Linked DNA regions of Bicyclus anynana: region 1 is linked to region 2. Evidence: chromatin contacts called from public Hi-C data. All regions are on one chromosome and are shown on one strand. Each heading gives the region's core, a stretch centred on a gene start, on an enhancer-like site or on the middle of the called end of the contact. The rest is flanking DNA. Distances are from core to core; before and after follow the strand shown.

What was found. A called contact is a pair of places that touch in the nucleus more often than the background predicts.
Region 1: a contact with region 2 is called in a Hi-C map of whole body, with 5 times the contacts expected there. The contact joins the promoter of LOC112046537 here to the enhancer-like site in region 2. A contact is called at or near these places in 2 of 2 Hi-C or Micro-C datasets (whole body and whole larva).

Annotation. Positions count from the first base shown.
Region 1 is chr11:851,547-856,403 of ilBicAnyn1.1, forward strand. LOC112046537 (forkhead box protein K1) reads right to left here and starts at 2,529. Exons shown (of 12, transcript XM_024083206.2): 1 at 1,718-2,529. The coding sequence starts at 2,085. LOC112046539 (GSK3-beta interaction protein) reads left to right here and starts at 2,782. Exons shown (of 2, transcript XM_024083208.2): 1 at 2,782-2,981. The coding sequence starts at 2,975. LOC112046540 (dynein axonemal heavy chain 3) reads right to left here. Exons shown (of 67, transcript XM_052884388.1): 67 at 4,365-4,857.
Region 2 is chr11:805,516-810,999 of ilBicAnyn1.1, forward strand. It overlaps LOC112046537 (forkhead box protein K1), which reads right to left. Exons shown (of 12, transcript XM_024083206.2): 2 at 4,013-4,173; 3 at 3,672-3,808; 4 at 2,974-3,065; 5 at 2,339-2,494; 6 at 1,608-1,763. Among protein-coding and RNA genes, the nearest start is that of LOC112046547, 18 kb to the left of the region's middle. Within about 2 kb of position 3,721, at least 8 of the 8 cell types and tissues checked have open chromatin away from gene starts, as enhancers often do.

The sequences.
Region 1 (4,857 bases), core at 1,279-3,778, 45 kb after region 2:
AAAACCAATCTCATAGTAGGAAGGATCCGCCACCCAGCATTCAATAAGTCTAAAATAATAGTTCCTGTATCAGAACAATATCAACCCACCCTCCTACACACTCCAAGGTTCCAACGTGGGTCATGGAAGCCACATGGTAGTTGCTGACCTCTCTGGTACAGTTGGTAAAGCTGTGATTTTTAAAAGAGAGGACCTTGTTTCCATTCCCTATGTAGGTCAGTTTGCAAGCTGATTTTTCTTTTATTCTATAATTCAGGTCAGGTCTGGTGGTAGGCTTTAGCCGTCGCTAGTTACCACCTTACCGGCAAAGACATATCACCAAATGATTTAGAGTTACGATATGAAACCTGACAGTATGATGGGTAGAGTGAACTTGTACCTACAACTTCCAAGTAAACCTGCTTCCATCTTTTTTTTCTATTATTTACCTTGACTACAATCTCACCTGATGGTAAGTGATGATGCAATATAAGATGGAAGCATGCTAACTTGTTAGGAGGAGGATGAAAATCCACACCCCTTTCGGTTTCTACACAACATTGTACCAGAATGCTAAGTCACTCAGCAATAAGTCTTTGTTGGTAGGGTGATAACTAGCCACGGCCCAAGCTCCTATGACCCAACCAATTAAGAAAACCTCAATTGGCCCAGCCCAGGTTCAAACCTGTCTTGTAAGTCTACCGCGCACAGCACTGCTCCATAGAGGCCATCAAAAACAGCATCATTACTTAACATCAGGTTACAATGGAGTATCAGGCCAACTTGTCATTTTTAAAAGAAAGCCATGAATGTAGTAAAAGTGCAGCATCTCAATAACTTAAAGGCAACTTTACACTTAATTAAACAATGTGTGGTGAAATTTGCTACTAAGTCAAATATCTGGCAGCATGCATGACATGATTTCTCTAAAAATTGATATTTGATTAGTTTATATGCAGCAGAGACATGAGTGAGGCAGTAACTGCCTCATTGGTTTTGATTTTGATTTTTTATCTCTGTCACACAATTGACTCAGCACCCACACAGTCTATGTAATGCTAAGATATTCATATCAATTAAATTATAAAGTTTGGTTTGACACACTGATCTCATGAAGGAACTGGTTCAAATTGAAGAATCCCGTCAGTGTTGCATGTCTCATTAACTGACAAAGACTTTGGCCTATATTACATGTTTTTATGTGCTTTATATTAAGTTTATGTAAGTGAAACCACAGGGCAATGCAAGTTCAGAAAAAAGGTGATTAACTCAAAACAAAATTGCATCATTTTGGTTATGTGGAGCTAAAATCAATATGCATACATTTTATAATTACCTACACATACTTAGTCATCGCTATAGCAACTACAGTAAAAACATTATTTTTAAAAAACGTGTCATTGTAATTAAATAATATTAATTACTCACTTGTTATGTATCACAATAAGAATTCCGATTTAAAATAATAAATAAAATATTTATTTATTATTTTTATTATTAATAGTAAAGTAGTGGTAATAATTAGACAAGAAATAATTATAATACTGAGTAGGCTAAAAATTCCCATAAAAACTTTCAACCTTCAAGTGCACAAATAGTTGAAATAAAAAAAAAACAATAACAACAGGTGGGTAGATATAAATAAACAAATAGTTTGTTTACAAACAAAAACCAATCAGCAATAAATAGGCAAAGATGACCTCTACAGTGTACATTATCTATGGTAAAGTGTACTGACCTTTTGGGCAACTGCATCGCGGCCGCTCCCTTCCGCTGGAACACCCCGTCCACGAGGACGCCGTTCTTGCTGTTGCACGTCAGGTAGAACTCCGGGTGGTCGTAGAACAGGTCGAGGTGCCGGCGAGATATGAAACTCGAGTGTCCCATGTTCACATCCACTTGTCCGCGGCTGGAGTTACGTCCGATCACCACTCTCTTTTGCCGAATCAAATACTCGAAGTCGCGGCCGTCGAGCCGCGCGATCGCGACCGCGGCCGGCTCCTGCGCCCACTGCACCTTGGAGGGCGACGGCGGCGCCGACTTGAGCGAGAGCAGCGCCCGCCAGGCGTCGCTCTCCGAGCTCTGCGATATCTGAGTCTGAGCCATGGCGCGGGCCGTATCAGCAGAGTCCACACGCGGGGCGCGCTGCCTCGCCGCGATAGCACATCACAGACCCGACACCGCCGTACCGCGACCCGGATTTCCGGAACCTGCCGAATCCGTGTCCCTTCTACTATTATTTGAGGTTACTGACGGGACGCACATGCGCAAAGTTTCTACTTGTACGGTAAACAAGAATTATATAAATCACACCACCACGTGATAAAACTGTATACAATACATATACCTACTCAGGAAGCGCGGATCGATACTGTACCGAGTGTATGATAGCGTAAATCAATCCCTGGACGGATTTTGAAAGTTTTTTGTTATTGCACTGTGAAATTTTCGCAATTGGACCGAAATTAGACACTAAAGTAAACACGAGGCGAGAACAAAAATAACCAAAAACGTCAGTTCGCCATACGCAGTTTACAAATTCGAAGCGCCATCTATACAACCCAACAAAGAAGCAAAAATAATACGTTCCATTCTACACAGCTTTCAATTAGATAATCAATATCATTTAATGATGATGATGATGAAATTATAAGCTCTTGGTTTTTATTAATAACTTTAACTAAAAAATATTTGATAATTATCATTATTGTTGTGCTCATACCTCCTAAATGAAAGTTGTGCTGCGGTTTCTTCATATTTTTTTTTCTTTCATCTCAATAGCTTTCAATAGGCTAGTGTCCAGAGCTGTTATTAAAAAAATATTTCGTTTGTCAATAAATGAAAATTGGAACTTGGAAGTGGAAAATATTATTTTCTAGTTCATACAATTTATTAGCAATTTAGATTATATTAGAATTAAAAGAATAGATTAAAATATTGACCAATATTTTCGATACCTAATAAAATATTTCACCTCTTTCATTGCGAGCTTAATATGTCGGGTAAGTAAAAAAAATAGCGCCACATTTAAATATTTTTTTTACATAATTATTTGTTTTTTACATATTGATTTTATGTCCGTGTATATTTTAATGAATAGGTTAAATATTTTATATACATAGGGAAACCGGTGGCTGGTTTATTTGTGTGTAAATAGTAAACCAACACAAACACTAGGGTCTATTTTTAGATCTTATACAATTAATCCAAAATACAATTAATCCAGAGTAAAATCTATTTCCATTCCAATTTTCAGCCAAATCGCTTCATTAGTCGCAGCGTTAAGACGGAACAAATATACACACGAACTTTCGCATTTATTATTATTATTATATATAATATTATAAGTATTAGTGTGATTAGTGTGATACACCACAATTTACAATTAAACAATCTATACAATCTATCTATATATAAAATGAAAACAATGATAGGCTAGTCCATTTTTCAGCTCAAATACACTAGCCTATCATTATTTTTATACAAATTGCATTCTTACATTTTCTTATTACTCAAAAGGTCATCAATATTAACTTAATGAGCATGCTAGTGAGAGCAAAGTGGCTTGAACGGAAGCACTGAGTACGCTTATTCCATTGTTAATAATAATAAGTCATTTGGTAACAGATAACGGAACGGAGCATGACCAAACAAATACTTGTGTCTTGAATCTCATGGCTTAGCGCTCAGGAACTGTTTGATCTGCTGCAACCTCTGATATACTACCACAGGAACGCTAGGCATAGTTGAGATCTGCTCTGTGATGTTGTCAATATTCTTTGGACGTGTACTAAGCAGTTCCTTTTTCCTTTTACACACTGCAAAGATGTGGAATGCTCTTCCAGCTTCAGTTTTCCCCTTACCTATCGAGTATATTCAAGTTAAGAGTGAATAGACATCATGGAAAACACATTCCACCATAGGCTGGAGTAGGATTTTGAATCATCACTTACCTTCAGATGTGATTGCAATTAAGCCATTGCTTACACATAATAAAAAATCAGGCCCCATGAAATACCTGTTAACAACACCTTGGCCAGCTAAATTTGATTTAAACCTGGTAGAGCAGCTTTTAATACCTGTTATAATACAAACTTACTTCAGTTCTAATCTGGGAAAGGTTTTTAACTGACTTCCAAAAAGGAGGAGGTTCTATGTTCGGCTGTATGTATGTTTTTTTTTAAACAAGTTATTGAGATTTTCCTGGTATGCACCTGTGCGCTTCTACCATATCCACATACATATTTTTATTATGTTTATTTGATAGATCATAATTATCTTTATTTAGATATCTTTGTTTAAAAAAAAAAGGAATAAATATAAAACAAGCAATATGGTCCATCTGACCATAGTAGAGAATTAAAAAATAAAATTAAACCATGTAATCCAAGAATAATTTATTTATTAAATATTGACTAGAAATAGATCACAGAGAATAATAACTAATGATAATAATGTTATTACATGTAATAGTTTTAAGTAATACAATAAAAATAGTGGAAAAATGTTTTCATAGTTCATCCTGCTACTATTCACTAAAATCTGATGGTTTAACTTATGTGGCACATCATTCAGTTTGTAAAAAAGCTACGTAGACACATAAAAAGTAGGACCAACATTCATAAGATCAAAGTGATCCACATAATTATAGCTTGGCAAGTTCGTTGACGACACTCCCATGATATGCGGGCGACGGGGGAGGCGGGTTGTGAAATCGTGCCCGCGGGGCATTGCTTATATATTGCATATAACGTGTGAAGTGTTTTTTACATAATTTGATACATAGTACGAGATCCGGCATCCGGAATATATGTATACACTCATCTGTTATTTAATTTGGATAAGAAATAAATAATAATATCCACATTGACACATTGC
Region 2 (5,484 bases), core at 2,471-4,970:
TTTGTTATTTCTGCGTTTATGTTTATAGCTCACAAATGAAAATTGTCACATTTAATGTAAGGCAGCTAAAACTGGATGAATTTTCATCTAATTACTATAAAAGATTTTTAATAGATTTCAAAATTTTATAATCTTATTTATATTGTAAATATACAGACAGACAATCTTTGCTTCTTATGTATAAATTAGTTAACATTGACCTTATTCACACGAATGTATAATAAAAATCAATATATTCAGACCTAGTCATCATCCCCATTCAAGCAAATGACTATCAAGCCTTGGATGCTAAATGCTGATATACAAGTGCTTAGGGACGAGAGAGACATTGTAGACGAATAGGGTCGAAATCAAAAATATCGCCTGCGACGAAAAAAAGCGATATTTTTGATTGCAACGCTATTATTCGAAAATTTGTCTTTTTCTCGTCACGAGATATGTCGCTAAGGCTTTTATAGGCAATACTTCGCAAGTTAAGCAGGAATACACGCTACGAAGCGAGTGCTTCAATCTGAGATAGGATTTAATCCTCATGTGCCTGTAATTACATCAGAAACCTTCGGATGCCCTCAGGCCGGAACAGCAATGCTGCTAGGCGGCAGGAACACTAGGCAAAAGGGTTGTGTACTTCCCTGAACTCTGTCACAAAAAGTTCTAAAACGACTACTAAATGCCTTGATAGCCCAGTGGAATCTGGTCCGGGGCATGTATCTTCAACCTTTTTCATTTGTGTATAATTTAAGAAATTAAACATTGTGAGGAAAGCTGCATACCTGAGAATTTTCTCAATTGTCTAGTGTGGTATATACAGGTGGTAGAAGACTCGTGTACAACAATATGGGTTGTTAATGATGATAATGATAATCATACTAATCCTACTAATTATAAACGCGAAAGTTTGTATGCATGTTTCGATGTTTCTTACTCTTTAACGCGGCTACTACTGAAGCGATTTGGCTGAAATTTGGATTGGAAATAGATTTTACTATAGATTAATGCATAGGCTACTTTTTATTCCGAAAAAATCCATGGTTTCCCGAGATTTGCGAAAACTGATGATTTTGATGATATGAATGTTTGTTACTCTTTCACGCCTCGACTACTGACCGGAAGTAGCTGAAATTTGGTATTGAGATATATATATAGCAATGGCAAAGCCTCCGACCATCCAGACTGGGGCCAATCAAGAAAACTTCAAAGGCCCAGCCGGGGACCACTGCGCTGGCTGACGGAGGCTTTATTTTTTTACAAGTTAGCCCTTGACTACAAACTCACCTGATGGTAAGTGATGATGCAATCTAAGAAGGAATCGGGCTAACTTGTTAGGAGGAGGATGAAATCCACACCCTTTTGGGTTTCAACACGACGTCGCACCGGAACGCTAAATCGCTTGGCGGTACGTCCTTGACGGTAGGGTGGTAACTAGCCACGGCCAAAGCCTCCCAACAGCCAGACCTGGACCAGTTAAGAAAACCTCAACCGGCCAAGCCAGGGCCCACTGCGCTGATATATTTGTGATGGAAGGTGACGGAGGCCGTCATATATCAGTGATGGAAGTTGGTAGCTGGTAATCCCGGAGGAGCGCCAGGAGCCGCCGCCACTACTACCTGGAGGAGAGGCCGAAGGGCGCGCGGAACTGCACGCCGCGCGGGCGCCGCGGCCGGAACGCCAGCTCGATGAGCTTGCCCTCGCTCTGCGGGTCGATGCGCCAGAAGCTGCCCTTGCCCGGCTCCTCCTGGCTGCGCGGCACCTTGATGAAGTACCTACGACCAAATACATTATATGTTAAATGTGAAATACGCACATGTTAAATGTGAAATACGCACATGTTAAATGTGATATACGCACATGTTAAACGTCATTTACGCATGTGTTAAACGCGATATACGCACACGTTAAATTTGAATTAAAAACATTTTGAATGAGATATAATTATGTGTTTATGATCTGTATAATCAAAAATGATGCCTAGGCATTATATAGAATACCAGGGGCATTATCCATATTATTAATTAATTAATAATATTATACAGCTGTTAGATAGCCCATTTGTGGAGGAAGGTTACAGGCTATATATTATCCCTGTATTCCTATGGAAATGGGAAACACGCGGATGAAACCGGGCGGCGTCAGCTAATGTATTATTCAATGTATGAAATATTTTCTATATTATATAAATATTATTTACACATTCGTTAAATGTGTATTAATTAAACATATATGTTGAACGAGCTATACACACTCGTTCAATATGAATTAATTATACTCATACATAATATATTGAACGTGCTATACGCTCTCGTTAAAAAATGTGAATGTGACGGTATGGGGCACTGACCGGTTGAGCGACAGGTTGTGTCGGATGGAGTTCTGCCAGCCCTTGTCGGCGGTGCGGTAGTAGGGGTAGTGCTTGGTGATGTAGCTGTAGATGCCGCTCAGCGTCAGCTGCTTGTCCGGCGCCGACGCCACCGCCTGCACGATCAGTTGCGCGTAGCTACAACACAACACCAATAACAATCAGAAACTATCAACTACTTTATAAAAATTATGTTTTTTTTGTATGTCCTACAACTTGGACTAATCTCCGATCAGTCCCATAACTGTATGTTTCGAGTTGATCCTTATTAGGAGTGCTCATGTAACTCTTCCTGGCTTCTAAGGTCCAGGTCGACTATATTTCCATGTGGGAAAGCTTTTAGTGGTGGCATTATATCCAGCTAAACTCTGCATAACAGGTCTGCATACAAATAACTGGTCTGCCATTATTGTCCGCCATTATGGATTTAGAATGACGTCATAAAGCTAACCATCCAAGTTAGTACGAGTATATGTATAAGACTCTTTAGCGTGGATTATATTTAGAGACATATTTGAGTAAAATTACTTCCTTAGGTTTCCCTTCATAGACTGGTAAATAAAATGTTATTAGTAAGGCTTGGGCATATTATAATGAGTCCTGCTCAATCAACGTACCTGTACGGTGGTTTGGCGTCGTCGCGGCCGTCGCGGTGGTCGCGATCCCGCGCGTCGCGCGAGTTGTACCCTGAGTCGGAGGTAGAAGAAGCCTAGAATAAAATAGCAGATCACGTTAACAAATATTCAGTAACTGCATAAACATCATTATTAGTGACGTGCCTCATTGGTCCGGCGGTTAGCCTATGGGGTTTTGAATCGTGAGGTCCTGGGTCGAGCTAAATAACGTTTCGTAAAATTCGTAGCAGCAACTTGAAGTTGCAATGTTGATAGTATTACACCCTCGTGGCTCGAAGAAATCAGACTATGACAGCGCTTCTAGTCATAGAAAAATAAAAAGTTTAGCTCTGCAAGTCTACAATGTTGGCTACAGAAAATAGGCTGATTAAGATGATTATTTCAATTTAAGTATGTTGGAGCGCTGACCACCAGTTAACACGGAGTGACACAGGAAAAACAATCTAGATTCAGAATAGGGTGAGTGAGAAAAGGAGAAAAGCAGCGAGAGGAAACTACTTGTACTACTAGAGAGTCAAGAAAGTGCTCTAAGAACACGCCAACAAGTACCGGGCTGTGTTCCTAAATCAGCTGACCGTACACTTTGCGACATCGCCATCCTAGATACTTTGGAAATAGTGTTTAGGGCTCCAGCCTTCGGAGATTCGGACAACTGGTGACAAGATGGTGCCGGTACTCACCGCGGTGCCGTTGCTGTTGGGGCGGTGCTCCGCCAGCGCCGCGTACTGCGCCACCAGCCCCAGGTCGGGGTGCCGCCGCCCCGACGAGCCGGCGCCGCGCGGCGACGTCGGACAACTGTTGGTGGCGCTTATTGTGCCTGAAATTTAATCAAAGAGGTGTTATGAACTTATTGTGGGCAACAGAATTTTGCGGGTACTTTCTGGTCTTGCCAAAAATATTTGGGATCTAACTGATGTTCTATTTTGTCGTTGTCCATGGGTATGGTGATGCGCAGCGGTTCTCCTGCACCAGGGGCTGTGTATGTGCTGCAGTGGACTCTATCAGACTGATGGCCACTCACCGGTGGGAGAGGGCGCCGGGCTGCGGCCGTCGTTGTCCATGGGTATGGTGATGCGCAGCGGCGGCAGCGGCGGGCCCGTGCTGCCCGCGCCGCCGCCGCTCTCCTCCACCAGAGACTGGAAGTCCAGGCGAATGTTCGTCGATGGGAAGCGGAGAGTACATCTGTAACCAAGGGAATACTAATTGAATACACTGTTAAAATTGAATTAGCTGGCTGGATGGATGGATGAACTATTGAGTCGCTAAAAGAAGCTAGCTTAGCCTACTTGAACGGAATTGAATATTTTAACTTTTCTACTGAAGCCAAGTAACAATCGATTTTCAAATGCAATTCCAAATAGATTAGGCACAATGAAGGGCTGATAGCGCAACGATATCGAGCGAGTTGCACGTAAATATCCAATGCGCTTCCATGAAACACGAGTGGGTAGGTGAGGCGCCGCAATATACAACGAATAGGTATGTGGCGCTTGCCTACCTACTAAATATATGCCACACTAGTGGCGTCGAGTCGGCGGTGTACTCCTACACTATGCTCCTTTAATTTGAACACGTGTAGACATTTAATACCTAGTCGTACTTGCGGGTACAAAGTATAGTCAACTTATTCAGGGACGTCCGTTTGGCTGTACACTTTAGTTTATCTGTATTAAATAGATGGTTTGTTTCGTTAAAGAACATTCTTTTACTTTTAGACCAGCCTCGCTGTTGATTATCTGTCTACTGTAACTGACCAATACATCCAAAGTCCAAAGAATTAAAGAAAAAAGTCAAACAGACCTCGAATAGTATGACAAACTATACCCTGGAATAATGTATTGCACCTCAGCACGTGTAGTGCGTCATTTTTAAGAAGATGTCCTCAAATGACGAGCCTTTGCTCGAAGATCTTACAATAATTATCGATTTACGCCAAACGGGCCTCTGCAAAGCAAGCTTTTTTCAATTGACCGATGTCAAACCGGAACGTTTGCGTACATCCCATTATTAGCATATTTTAAGGACCCACTGGTCCAATCTTACTCCTTAAAGAGAGGTTTCAAGCATAGACCCACTAAGCTGTTCCAATGCGGATTACAGTGCGTTTCGTATAGCATGGTGCGGGTGACAGTTCGTTTAGCTCATGAAAGTTGGCCGCGTTCGCGATAATAGTACGTACTAAGGACGTCATAAGGCAACTGTCACCCTACCCATGCTATCTTAAAAACACTATAGCAAGCAATGCGTGATAATGAACTTTTTAATGTAGGTATTACTAAAGGTCCTTGATCTGCAGCTGACGTCATGATAATAATTAAGTCTGCTTTAATACGATTGTTAGGTATTGGTTGGTTGGTACCTGTAAAATTAAATATGTCTGTGAACAATAAGAAAAGTAAAAGAAAGGGAGAGAAATATCTATGTACGCGATTTAGTTGAATCATTGTTTATTGTTATAAATAACATGCTATTTCAATGACAAAGACAACAACA